3 separate regions of the Mus musculus genome follow, and regions 2 and 3 are each linked to region 1. Evidence: chromatin contacts called from public Hi-C and HiChIP or PLAC-seq data. All regions are on one chromosome and are shown on one strand. Each heading gives the region's core, a stretch centred on a gene start, on an enhancer-like site or on the middle of the called end of the contact. The rest is flanking DNA. Distances are from core to core; before and after follow the strand shown.

What was found. A called contact is a pair of places that touch in the nucleus more often than the background predicts. HiChIP or PLAC-seq counts read pairs in DNA pulled down with a chosen protein or histone mark.
Region 2: a Hi-C map of uterus shows a contact between it and region 1, with 2.6 times the contacts expected there. The contact joins the promoter of Ttf2 here to the enhancer-like site in region 1. A contact is called at or near these places in 2 of 39 promoter capture datasets (maxillary cranial neural crest and neutrophils), 1 of 15 datasets of contacts at CTCF or cohesin (the NIH/3T3 cell line), 16 of 484 Hi-C or Micro-C datasets (CD4 single positive thymocytes, ECoMG myeloid progenitors, the G1E-ER4 cell line and 12 more), 6 of 115 datasets of contacts at active chromatin or transcription factors (bone marrow-derived dendritic cells, bone marrow-derived macrophages, embryonic stem cells and 3 more) and 4 of 9 other capture datasets (adipose tissue, embryonic stem cells, liver and 1 more).
Region 3: an H3K27ac HiChIP or PLAC-seq map of embryonic stem cells shows a contact between it and region 1, with 15 read pairs. The contact joins two enhancer-like sites. A contact is called at or near these places in 6 of 484 Hi-C or Micro-C datasets (the N1E-115 cell line, cerebral cortex, nephron progenitors and 2 more), 5 of 115 datasets of contacts at active chromatin or transcription factors (double positive thymocytes, embryonic stem cells and heart atrium) and 1 of 9 other capture datasets (adipose tissue).

The regions. Positions count from the first base shown.
Region 1 is chr3:101,068,643-101,073,094 of GRCm38.p6, forward strand. It overlaps Ptgfrn (prostaglandin F2 receptor negative regulator), which reads right to left. Exons shown (of 9, transcript NM_011197.3): 4 at 4,168-4,452. Among named protein-coding and RNA genes, the nearest start is that of Gm52612, 38 kb to the right of the region's middle. Within about 2 kb of position 1,834, at least 120 of the 459 cell types and tissues checked have an H3K27ac peak or open chromatin away from gene starts, as enhancers often do. A contact at or near this core is called in the N1E-115 cell line, the NIH/3T3 cell line, adipose tissue and 6 more, where this site is marked.
Region 2 is chr3:100,967,763-100,972,214 of GRCm38.p6, forward strand. It overlaps Ttf2 (transcription termination factor, RNA polymerase II), which reads right to left and starts at 1,901. Exons shown (of 23, transcript NM_001013026.2): 1 at 1,858-1,901; 2 at 1,671-1,773. The coding sequence starts at 1,885.
Region 3 is chr3:101,160,446-101,164,897 of GRCm38.p6, forward strand. No RefSeq gene overlaps it. Among named protein-coding and RNA genes, the nearest start is that of Ptgfrn, 53 kb to the left of the region's middle. Within about 2 kb of position 2,551, at least 109 of the 459 cell types and tissues checked have an H3K27ac peak or open chromatin away from gene starts, as enhancers often do. A contact at or near this core is called in the N1E-115 cell line, adipose tissue, embryonic stem cells and 2 more, where this site is marked.

The DNA of each region.
Region 1 (4,452 bases), core at 584-3,083:
TACAGGCAATAGCCATGCTAAAAACCACCATATATCTAACCAGGATGTCTGTCCTACAGACGGCCCAGAACACCGGAGTGTCTACCAAGTGCTTAGCAGGTTAACAGCTCCTTTTAAAGAAGAAAGTAATTACCTTCCTTGCTGGCACACTGCTGAAGAGATGCCAGTTCTCCAGTGGTGAAGAATGCAAATCCACTCTCAGGACTGACCAGCAGAGCTCAGCCCTGCCCCCTCCTGCTCTTGTGCCTCCTCCTGCATCCTGAGCCTTAGGAGCCCTCTCTAATTAACAGAAGTCTGGTACTTCGGGCAGAGAGCTCAACCATAAACTGATTAGTAACCAACTCCTGCCAAGGGCTCGTTTAAGACATTTGATAGCACAGAGAGATGGCTTAAAATGTGCAGATTAACTGGCCATTCCGCTTGGCTCTCTGTTTCAGCCATACACTAAATTGGATCAACACAAAGCAACATTTGTTTCCTGAAGCAATTCAAGTTCTTTCGAGAGAGAAACTCCTTTCCACACTTACAATTCACACCCTCATCTCTTAGAGAGCATGGGTATAAGAAACATACATTTGAACAATCACTGAAGGCCTTTGGTAAAAGAACAGTTGTGGGCACTAGCCATTAAATTATCCACTGCCCCCACCTCCACCCCAAAATGAAAAAAACATGGGATAAATTCAGTGCCAAGAAAAAGTTTGCCTCTCCAAAAGTTTATGTTTTCTTTCTCAGACAACTGGATAAGAACATCTCTTTTTGTCTCGCCTTCAAAACTCTACAAATTTGGTGCTCAAATGCAGCAACAAATTCATGCCAACCACTCAACTAACTCATCCCAAGCAATAACTGCTCTTGGATTCTCTTTGCCTCTTTTGATCTTGATTATTTCTTTATGTCTGTTGCTTTGTTCTTCATTTTGCAAACCAACTAGAGCTTTTCCTTCTTCAAAGAGGAATACAAATCTTAGCAAAAGGCCTTTCTCTCACCTTCTTACAAAAATTCACCAGATCCTCCCACCCTGCTGCAAAGGGTTGTTCATTTCTCAGACCATCGATAGTAGGCCCATGTAAGACAATGGGCTAAGACAGTTCCCACCCCGTCATCAACTGGGACAACAGGAACAGCCCATCTTTAGGACTTGGGACTGGTTGTCTCAGGAGGTAGAGCTGACTTCCAAGGCCAAAGACATTCCCCATACACGAAGACAATGCCTAGGACAGATTCAACTAAAGCCACAATTCTAAGCCATCCCAGACAAGAAACCAGAATTAGCCAATGGGGGAAGAGTCTCCTTCCCAAAGATGATCATAAGCACTTCCCACCTGACCATTTAATACATATAAAGTTCTCCGTCAGGGCCTGGAAAAGGTGTTCAATAAATGGTAATTAGAATTCTCAATGTGTCAAGTGCAAAACCAAGTGCTGCATCACATGGGCACGAGGATCCCACTCTCTAAGAGACAACAGTCCACATCACCTACCTAGGATGACCTCTATACTTAGCAGGTCAGCTGTGTTCCTGGCTTTGTGTGTGTGTGTGTCTGTGAGTGTGTGTGTGTCACATCTTCATTATCTTATACAGGCCCGAGTTGTATTTGATGGCATGCACAAATTACATTTCTAGAGAAAACATGTAGGGTCAGTCAGCTGCCTCAGTTTCTGGGCAGAGAATGCAGTCTGCAGACTGTGACTAAAGGCCTGTGGCTGTACTCAGGCCCGACTCGTCTCCTGACAAGCGTCCAAGCAGCTGCAAACCATGAGTCACAGAGACCGGGGTGAAGGCTTAAGAGGAAGACAGAGAAGAACACAGTTGTTTTTATAATGTTTACACTCCTGGTGAGCTCACAATTATGCAAGGGCCTCTGCATACTCTAAGCCACGGTCATGCCTGCATACAGTTCTGGGTTTGGATGCATGGGTTTTACGCTATCTATATGTTGGGGCAGGCCTAGTCTGTGTAAAGCACACAGAAGCTCTGGGGCTCCATGCATGCACTGGAGATGTGCACTCATGTCTTTCACAATGGCACCGGCACTCTGCAGGAAAACGAGTGGCAGGACCCTTAGGATAATCAGGGAGTCTTTCCCACAGTTTAGCCTCTTTATTTCCCCTCAGTCTCTGGAGAACACGTCACCAACAAATCCCTTCAGTTACAAAGCCCGTTCCCTCCCAGAGCTTGCCCCTGATGTCTGACAGTGCCTGTACTTCCCCCAGGGTATGTGGGATCAATACACCAGGACTTCAAAGAAACCCTCAGAATTGGAGTGCAGGCAGAATTTTCACAAAAAAAAAAAAAAATCCCAGAGCTAGGACTCAGAAGTTGGAGGGGGCGGGGAGGGGAGGAAGCCAGAGTGGGGATTTGACAGCACCACACAATGCACCAGGATCAGAGCTGTGAGACAGATTCAACTCCAGAGATGAAAACTCTTCTCTTGGTGCTGACAACATCTGTTTTATTTTGAAGGTTGCTAAGGAGAGTCCTGGCTGGGCCAACATTGTTCCAGCCCAGGACTTCACAGAGCGCCTCGGAGCGCAGGCTCCTGACTGCAGGAATGAAAGCAGATAAGCCTGCTCCTTTCGCTCTTTAGATATCAAAGCCCCACTTTGCTCACAGGGCTACCACCCCCCCCCCAGTCTCAGTCCCAACTAGCCTTTCCCTACCGCTTACTCTCTAAGGATGCTTTCCCTTGCACCGTACTACCATTCACAAGTTCCCATCCATTTCTTAGGGACAGACAGACAGGGAGTGCACCCTTGAGCCAGCATAGGACCTCTATATAAGACAGAGAAGAATTCCATAGGAGCTGGAGACATGCACATGTAGGAGGAGGGTTAGCATCAGACAGAGGATGAAGTCTTTTACTGCCCTTTAAAGATCAGTGTTGCCTCCTTAATCAAAGACAAATCAAGTGTCTTTGTCAGGGCTCAAAGCCCTGTGAGGGCAGTGAAGAGCTGACCATAGGCTGACCACTGTGGAAATGAAGCAGGTGGGGAGCCAGCCACACCCCACCAGCCCCTCCCACCTAAGCTGAATTGAATGATCAAGGCCATTACCACCCTTGAACAAAAGGAGCTACTACACATTCCTCCCCATGGTCAGATGCATAAGAAAAAAGACCAGGGGCACTACAGGAAAGAGATCAGGTCAAAGCCAGCAATCTCATGTAAGACATGGTAGGATCACATAGATGACAAAGCAGGGATACCAAAGAGCAAGCAGGATAAAGTGGGCACAGCAGGGAGAACACAAATGACAAAGTGAACACAGCAGGAAGGACACAGATGACAAAGTGAGGACACCAGGGAGCACATATGACAAAATGAAGACTTCCCAGGGAGCACACATGAAAACGTGAGACATACACAAGGGAGCACATACATAATGAAGGAGGGCTTACCTGGCAGCACACAGCACACACATTACAAAATGAGCACTCTCCAGGAAGCACACATGATAACGAGATGACAATCTATCAGAGGACATAGGACAAGTAGAACACAGCCACAATCACATATGTGATAAGGAAGGGCGCTCCAGGGATCACATACATGACAAGCAGGATGACACAGTGAGGATACCAGTCACGTTCCCATGTTACAAGCTGCTATAAAGCATGGGGTGAGGTGACACCTCCACTCCTCCACCTGGGGCAGCTCCAGGACTGGGAGCCTGAGGAGAGACAGGGAGGAAGATGGCCCCTACTGTAAATGATATTTGCAGTTAAAACTACCAGGGGCTTCCAGTGCATCAAGGGTAGAAAACATTCGCCATTAGCTGGAGGAGTGGCTGCTCTTTCTCATTGAGCTTTAGGGAGCCCTAGCCCAGGGCAGAAATACCCAGGAGTCTAAGTAAAGAGAAGAGAATGGCTGTCTCTGTAACAAAGCCACTGCAGAGCCATTCACCTCAGTTCTCCCAGGCAGACACTCTCAACAACAAAGAAGCCACTTCCTCCAGCAGGGGCATGGAGACAAACACCACCCATGCTTGCCCTTGCTGGCCACACTGCTGCAACCCATCCGGCTTCCTTATAGCTGGGAGCTCAAGGACACTTGTCTGAGCCACACATCTACATGGGGCAGAATGCCCAGCACACCACACACTTCCTGAGTGCAGGAAGGATTAAGCAGAGAAGCTAAATGGCATTCCTCAAGCTACTTACTCACCTAGCCAGGTCACGCTTACACCAGACGGGGCAGACATGGCCTCTGCCACCTTGTGCCAGCTCCTGTTGTGTCCAGGAGCCCAGAGGGCCACAAGGCAAAGATAGTAGCCCGAGTTTTCTTTGCTAACATCTCGCACCAGTAGATGGTAAGAGCGGGTATCCACGTGACTGAGAGCAACGTGTGGTGAGCTGTGGACCAGGGAATCACGGTCAAGCCGCGCCAGCATGTGGGAGGCAAGTAAAGAGGTATCGGGTGTCTTTTTGAAGTACCATGTCACCTCAGGCC
Region 2 (4,452 bases), core at 651-3,150, 100 kb before region 1:
TAAAATCTTAAATGTCCCTCCTTATTACTTATAGAAGAAAAATATGTGAACAGGTTTGAGTGAAGGTCTAAAGCATTCTCCCGTGACTTGTAAAACTGTCTGCAGTCTGCTCCTCAGACACACTGCAAGCCTCGAGTGAAAGTACTGTACTAGTCTGTATTGCAGTGTAGCCATGTAAGTGACACACTGTTTAAGAATCTTCACTCTCTTTTTCAAGATTGATTTATTTCTATTTTATGTTTAGGGATATTTTGCCTGCATGTGTGTCTATACACCAAGTACATGCTGGGCCTTCAGAGGCCAGAAGTGGGCACCCGATCCCCTGGAACTGAAGTTATAGACATTTGACAGCCCCTAAGTGGGTGCTGGAAATTGAAGCTAGGGCCTCTGGAAGAACAGCCAGTGCTCTTAAAGGTTGGCCCATCTCTCCAGTCCACAAGAACATTTCTTTTAATGTTGAAACAAACCTAAGACCAACATTGATGCACAATTCCTATAAACATGAGCACACATGTGTCTTAAAACATTTGAGCAGGGTACCAAATCTCAGTATATTTAGAAACATTATCTATATAATATTTCTAGAAATAAATAGTAAATTCTGGTACAAAGTGGAGACACAAATCATACAAGTTATTCCAGTACTACTATTCATTAGTATATTACTAATATTCATTAGTATATTAGTATAGCTATGATACTGAAAAAAAAATAACCATGCTCTACAAAGTCCAGCTGAATAGAGAGCAGGGAGAAATGTTAAATGACACCACAGTGTAATTTCACTTCGAGAATGTCAACACCCGGTATGTTAAGATTGTCACACTTGCCGGGCGGTGGTGGCGCACGACTTTAATCCCAGCACTTGGGAGGCAGAGGCAGGCGGATTTCTGAGTTCGAGGCCAGCCTGGTCTACAGAGTGAGTTCCAGGACAGCCAGGGCTATACAGAGAAACCCTGTCTGGGAAAAAAAAAAAAAAAAAAAAAGATTGTCACACTTGACTTTCCTCACTTTAGACAAGATGCTTGAGGTTTCTAGGTCTCAGCTTTCACATCTGCAGAACCTGCGATCCACATCAACCTCTGATGTTTCTTTCAGCACTAACTCCCTACAGCAGCGGTTCTCAACCTTCCTAATACCCGTTACAACAGTTATGGTGACCCCAATCATAAAATCATTCCCATTGCTACTTTATAACTGTAATTTTTGCCGTTTTGAATCGCAATGTAAAAATATCTGATTTGCAGGATAACTGAAATGCAACCCCTGTGAAAGCGTCCTTAGATCCTGAAGGTCGTGACCCGCAGGTTGAGAAACACTGCCCTAAAGACTCTGGCTCTCTCTGGGTTGTTAACGTCATGCCACTAGATGAAGGAGAAAAGCTTGTGTCTAATTAACATGTTTTAACCTTAAACGTAAAATTTAAATGGCGACCTAAAATTGGTACAAGACTAGCAAATTAATTCCCATGTCCACTGTTTGTTTACACTTTTTAGAGGGAGCAGAAAGGATGCCGGGGCAAAGGGGAGTGGCTAAGTAAGGCCAGACAGGTGCCTAGAAACTTGAAGCAGACTCTAGAAGGATCGGAGTGTGGGTGAGTCCGCGTCCCAAGGCAGCTGAAGTGACCAGGCTGGGTCACTCCGTGTAACCGGGCCGGGCTGGAGACTCACTCGGTGGCCTGCACGAAGCCGCATGTGTTCGTCCGGCACACGTAGAAGCTCTTTCCCTTATTCGGGCCATCGCGGACGCCGGTCTTTAAGAAGCAGGCGTCCCCTGAGGAAACAAGAAGGTCAGCATCGGCCACTCCAAGCCAGTCCCACAGTCCCCGGGAGGGAAATCCCGAGACTGAGGCCTTACCGTGCTCCGGACACTTAACCAGGTCCATACCGCAGCCAGGAAGCCCTGGCCCGCCGGGTTTCCGTCTTTGACTCCGCCCCGTCCCGCCCACCACAACACTCCACCAATCAAGCGGGAGAGTCTCTCACTTTCAACCAATTACAGTCTCCCTCAGGCTTGGCGCGCTCTGAAATCAAACTTGGAGTGAGGAGGCGTGGCTGAGCTCCAGTGAGGACGCCGGCATGCTCCCTGGCTTGGGGAAAGCAGGACTTGGAGAGAAGTGGACGAGGCTGAGCTTGGGAGACTCCAGAGGAACCACTAGACCCAGAGGGAGCCAGAGCCGCTTGCCTGCTCGGGAAGCAGCCACTGTGGGCGGGAACACTTCAACTTGAGGCGGCCAAAAGGCGGGAGCATCCCTTAAAACTTTGGGAATCTACTGCATAGTCTGTAATAAGCACAAAGACTCCCTTAGGACCCCGGGCAACCTTTAAATGAGTGCAGGGCGTCCACGGGGTCACCAAAGATTGAACATCTGCACAGATCTCAGTTCCAGGTTCCGCGCTCTTTGAGTCTTAGGCTGCCTTCCCCTGGTGAGGTTCTAAGGACCGCCTGGTGTGGACGCCCTGGGTCTGAGAGAAGAACCTGAGGGCAATACAAGACCTTGCGTGCTTACTAATTTTACATTGTGTGTTTTGCATTGTCAAACCTTTTGAACTTATTTTGCATTTGTACTTTTAAAAAACCGAGAGTGACGCATGGTGGCGCACGCCTTTAATCCCAGCACTTGGAAGGCAGAGGCAGGCAGATTTCTGAGTTCAATGCCAGTCTGGTCTACAAAGTGAGTTCCAGGACAGCCAGGGCTACACAGAGAAACCCTGTCTCGAAAAACCAAAAAGAAAAAAAAAAAGAAAGAAAAGGAAAGGAAAGAACTTGTAATGGATTCTTTCAGTGAGCAGAAGGTGAGGAATGACTATCGGAGCTTGGCTGCAATAGCCATGACTTCATATTTCAGCAGTTGAAGATCATGTGTCTTGGAGTGGCACACACAACTGCTATGAGGACAGAAAAGCTGCAATGTCTAAGAAGTCTGGGCTATATGGAGGCTGTAAATGTTTTAGGAGTTCAGAGTCCAGACAGTCCCGAGGTATCATTTATGAATTAAGCAGTTCTTACTAAATAGCTTTTTTGGTGTCCCAAGAGGAGTAGGTGTTTGAGAAATATAAAGTTCATTTAATGCATACATTTAAAGCAACTGTTCTAACCACAAGGGGCTTACTGAGTGGAAGAAGCTGAACTAGCCTCTACCTAATGCTTAAATAAATATAAAATAGTATATAAATGTCAAGATGAATGGAGTCAGCAGCAAACCCCGGAGAGCTTGAGAGAGAGATGAATTTCCAAGTGCACGCAGTGTGGCACGCCCCACCCCAGTTCTCCAGTGAAAGTTTATACAAACAGATTTTCTTTATTCCTAGATTGCAATTCCAAGATCTGTATTATATGCATGTGAAGTGGATACCATCTGAGGAGGTGGAGACCACAAACACTAAGGTTTGGGGAAAGAGGACCACGGTGATTCTTGTAGTGAGAATTTTGGTTTCTTTAAAAAAACACAGAAATATAAAGAATGTTTTGTTTGTTTGTTTGTTTGTTTTAACCCCAGGTGGGGCTGCTTCAGATTGTCCACAGCAGCTGACTGTAATTTGCCTCATGCTCTAACAGGGGTGTGGTTTTGCCAGCTGCAGATGGTTTCTGAGAGTGTGTGGAATTCTGGGGACTCTTCAGAGGGTATATAAATACTAGGGCCTGATACTAGGAACTGATTGGCTGCTCAGCGGTTGGATGCTGTTGACTGTGATTTGTTAAGCAGTTGTGTGCAAAGAGATGAAAAGAAGAAATTAGATATGATGGTGAAGAAGCTCAAACTTGCCCCAAGAAACTCGACGCCCCTAATCAGCAGGAAGTTGTCTAACAATAATGTCACCCCTTTCCCCCTCTGCCCTTTTGTCTTTTCTACCTAGTGTTAGGGGGTGGAAAGGAGAGGGGTGGAAAAGAGTGGAATTTTAAAAAATTCACAAAGTACCCAAAAGTCTGGTGATATCTCTCTATATAGATATAGATATAGATAGATATATATCTCCCTCTTTTCCATGTATGCCTACAGGCCAGAAGAGGGCACCAGATCTCATTATAGGTGGTTATGAGCCACCATGTGGTTGCTGGGATTTGAACTCATACAGCAAGAGCTCTTAATCTCGGAGGCATTTCTCCAGCCCCAGGTTACAGGTTCTTTCCTGCACAAGATGACTTTGAGACTAGACAAAGTCCAGGTCTCAAATGCGTCATTCCAGACACCATTTCCTCTGAAGCTGCTCAGCCGCCTTGCACACATCCAGTAAGTAAAAATGGACACAGATAACATACAGCAAGGAAAAATGTTCCTTCTAGAAATCTAGGATGTGCTAAATAAAAACGTTTAGACCCCGGATCATATTAACAGGGGTGGTTTTGGACCAGTGGGACAGCCAAGCAAGTACAGGTTTTGTGCATATATAGTTCATATATGTTCTTAGCCTGAAAACATCTGGAGAGACCTCTGAGAATGAACTGTATATA
Region 3 (4,452 bases), core at 1,301-3,800, 93 kb after region 1:
AACCAGCCAGTATAGTAATCTATCGAGTGTTCACTCATTGATTGACTCCCGGGAACAATGCTTTCAGGAAGAGCAATTCTTAGCCACACTCCTGCGGTGAGACCACTGGAGGTCCTAAGACAGTATATAACACAAACTTGACGGAAGGAGATGACTTATAAATGCTCACAGTGTGACACAAGGACATGTGTCTTCAGGAGAGATTACTGGCCCCAGAGTATATATCTGTACTTAACGGAACAGCCTGATGTAGATGGAGGGGGCCTCCCATAGCCCCCCAAACACAGAGTCGAAGCAACAGAGAGTGGCTACTACAGATCCACTTATCTATGGCACTTTCCTGCCAGTGACATTTATTCCCCGGCCAATTCTCTGCTGCTGTCAACTGAAGGAGTGAGTGAATGTGGTGACTCCTGGAAGGAGCCGGGGAGAGAAGCCAGCCAGGTGCAGGCAGGAAGGGGATATTAGTCTGCAGAGTTTAAAAATAATAACAAAACCAACTAAAAGCCATCTGGTTTATATAATCACCACAGTCATGGCGGTTCTGAACAGTTGGCAACAAACGTAGCCAAAGGCTGGTCTTCGATCTTCTAAAAAAAAATGCCATTTGTTGGAAGAGATCCATAGGACCGAGTTGTGACTTTTTTGCAATTCTAGAATAATCAAGTCTTTGGGCTATAATAGATGCTCAAACACTAAACCGAAACCAAGTGAATATAGGTGTGTGTAGTCCTTTTTTCACTCTATGCTAGAACTCCCCCAGAACCCTACCTTAAAAAAAAAGTCAGGAAGATTCACACAAAGACCCTTCACTAAAACATGCATGAGAACTGAGCTAACACCACGACCCAAGAAGGTAGGCAAAATCAGAGTCCTGTCAGGATGACTCAGAGAACTGCATCCATCACTTACCATGTACTGGGAGGGGCCGCCAGGCCCACTGCCTAGAGATTTTATTCATATATTTTATTCTCCTTTCTTGGAAAACCTACAAAAATCACCTCGTAACTCAGGATATTAGAGAATCCATTAGTTCTGGGGTTAAGATCCTAAGGGAAACTAAATACTAACAAATACTCCTGTTGACTGACACCCTCAGACACTCAAATTGCTTAAACCAGCTCCTAATTGGGAACAGCTGGCAGAAGAGAGCAAAGCCTGTGGCCAGACCTGGAATCTGGTTGCAAATCTGGTCCCTAGAAAGAAACCAGTCTCCATTAAGGGTTAAAATGTGGGAGGTCAAGAGAGCGGTCCTCTGGTCCTCCGGAGCAGCAATGGAGGGTGGCTAAGTGAACCGGAGAACAAAGAGCGTTCACATCCCAGCTGTAGCCCCTTGCTCAGCCTGGGACTGAGACTGAGAAGCGACTGAGTGGACGGGGAGGGGCCTGAGCGGCAGCAGGATCTCACTAGACATTATCTTTCCAGAGCTGGGATCACTAATCCTGATGTGTCCAGCCAAATAACTTTCCCCGGAGTTATTCCCGCTCCGCTAGGAAGCGCAGATCTCCAAACCTATAGGGTGGAGGGAGGCTACCGATTTTAACCTGGCCTGTGTCATCCAGTGTCCCTCCAGATTCACAGTGTCCTGCACTCTGCTAAGCCGCCCAGCCTCTGGGCTGTGTGCCCTGACCCTGCTGTGGTCTGAGCCAGAGCCATAGCTCTGCTCTTGGAAAGCTGTGCGCAAGGCCCGCCCTCTAGGCCTTGGCATTGGGTCTGAAGCCCAGACTGGGAACGGGAGAAGCCAAGGAAAGGTCTCAGGTGTGTAGACCATCCCGCCGCAGAGTCAACTGTCAGCGGTGGTCATTAGTGACTGGTGAGCTGGATGCTGGTGGCAGTCCCACTGGGTAGTTTTCAATGGTGTGACCTTGGCTCTGCACTTTGGTGCCAAATCCTTTGGTTCGTGCCTGTTCACCGAGCCAAATTTCCCAGGCTTCCTGGCGATTCTGTGAACTACTTGAGTGCTCTCCAATAATTTTTCCTTTTTTTTTTTCTACCTAAGAGTCGATTTGTAATGTTGGAAATCAAGAACCCTGCCTGGTACAGCATCTGTCCCTGCAAGACTCAGGAAACCAGGGACATGCGGGCTGGTGTGTGTGTGTGTGTGTGTGCGTGTGTGTGTGTGAGAGAGAGAGAGAGAGAGAGAGAGAGAGAGAGAGAGAGAGAACAGGAGAAGCAGAGTGACAGAACTAGACATCTGGAAAGGAAAGGCAGTATGGAAATTCAGGGAGAGGGAGGGAAGGGAAGGGGAAAGGCTAGAAGGGTTGGCGGGTGAGGGACAGCAGCCAGGAAGGGGTCGTGCACGTTGTTAATGCTTGTAATAAGAGCCTTAGAGGAAACTGCCCCAGTGGCCTCCCTAAGGTATTTTTGCATTGCTATTTCTGTCAGACAACGTGGTTTAAATTGTTTCTCGGCACTGTTTTAGGAACAACAGTTCCTTGATTCAGTCTTGCTTCTGGAGATGAACCCGGGCGTTGGCTTTAACATTATACATTGATCAAGCATGCAGCGTGCCGGGGAGTGTACAGATATATGGGCATGCATATGCATGGCGTGCTATAGTATGATAAATACATGCATGAGAAAAATCAGGTCTGGGGCTAGTTATGTGGGAGGGGAACCTTTATGTAGCACGCTTATTTAATATCTCAAAGGGGAAACATTACTTATTATGCCATATCAGCGTATCATTCGTCTTATGGGTAGACAGAATGAAGAATCTTCGACAATTAATAGAAATTGCAGGAAAAATTATGATTAACTGCCATCTGCTGGCTTCTGTGTATTTTATTTTCATGCAGCTTCTAGCCTGCCCTCGTAATTATCGGTGTCTGTCTTTCCCGTCCTTAACTGGTTCTGTTAACCAGTGCTGCCCTTGTGGGTACGGGGTGGGGCGGAGGGTGTACGTGCAAGAGGATGAAGCTAACTCAAATACACCAATCCGTCTTCTTCTAAGTTCCAATTTGAGAGAGCAGGCTACAGCTTATTTTAGAATTCTGTTTTCGTAGCAGATTGAGCAAGCAGTGTATGCTTAGCGAGTGTATAGTAGGGGGCAGGCAGTGCTTTGAAAGTGACTTCTCTCTCTCATCCTCTCATCTCTGAGGACCATAGGGTTTGCATCTCAAAAGCTCTGTCCGGCTTCTGGCAGGTGAGGCCTTTCAGAGTCTCATTCAGATGACATTGTAGCCAGGGAGAGCCTGTTGCAGCGCCAAACCTGATGGGGAAGGGAAGCAGATTCCAGCAGAGCGTATTTGACCCTTTGCCCCAAAGCCCCTACTAGAAGTGCTCAGCAGGAAATAGATCTTCTCTGTTAGTAAATGAGGGTGACTTTTGTTTACGCGGTGAGTCCAGGCATAGGCCATCCCCCCATCACTCCCCAAGTAGACCAGAGAGTTGGTGATTTATCTGGGTGACTCACACTCCACGTCTGGTTTGAACTAATCAGATTGATGTTCCAGAGTTTCCAAGTCAGTACAAGTCATTGTGGTTGGCCATTACAACTTTAAAAATGTATCTATTTGTGTGGGGGTGGAATTTGTACACAGTATGCCTAGGTGTGGAGGCCAAAAGTAACAATGCTGGCTTGGAGCTGCTACAGGCTCTGAGGCTACAGTGTCTGAATGAGACATGGAATACCTCACCTGTCAGAAGCCAGACAGAGCATTTGAGATGCAAACACTATTGGTCCTTTTGGTGTGGGTGGGAGTAGGGTTAGGATTTCCCCCTGAGCCTGAGGCTCAGCAGTTCAGCAGTAGGCTGGCTGGCCAGTGAGCTTTAGGATCCATTTGTCTCCATCCTGCTCCGGCCCCCACCCCTTTTGTTCTGGGGTTAAGGACACAAAGCCACCATAAGGCTTTTACGTGGGTGCTAGGGATCCAGACTTAGGTCCTGATGCTTGCACACAAGTCAGCTTGTCACCGGAGCCATCACCCACCAGAGTGACCACATTTTTAGTATTTTGGTATATTTACGTATTTGAAATCAGTCTAAGAATGTCAACCACGCCTAACGTCAACTGTGCATACCTTATCATTTAATGTTATGTTTGAGACGTAAAAACATACATAATGTGTTTGTGTTATAAAGTAAAATAATAGAATCAAAGGAGCTATGTCAGGTCCCGTACATTTATTCGATTCAGATTAGAGCCAGGATGTCACCAGTGCTGGCTCACTCAATGGCCAGAATGCTGTATGTGCGTTCACATCATTTCTCACACTCTGGATAGGTGCTGTCCTTCCCACTATACAGATTGGTAAACTGAGGCACATTAAAACATCAGTCTCACACAGATGTAGTGAGTGTTCCTTAACAGTTCTCAACAGCACCCTTTCTCTTGTCTTGATGGAAACAAGGCTGGCACCTAGTCCCAAAACCATTACCATGGTGGGCCATGTGACGTACTCTCCCTGTGGACATCTGAAAGTATCACTCCCGGGCAGAGGAGTCAAATAT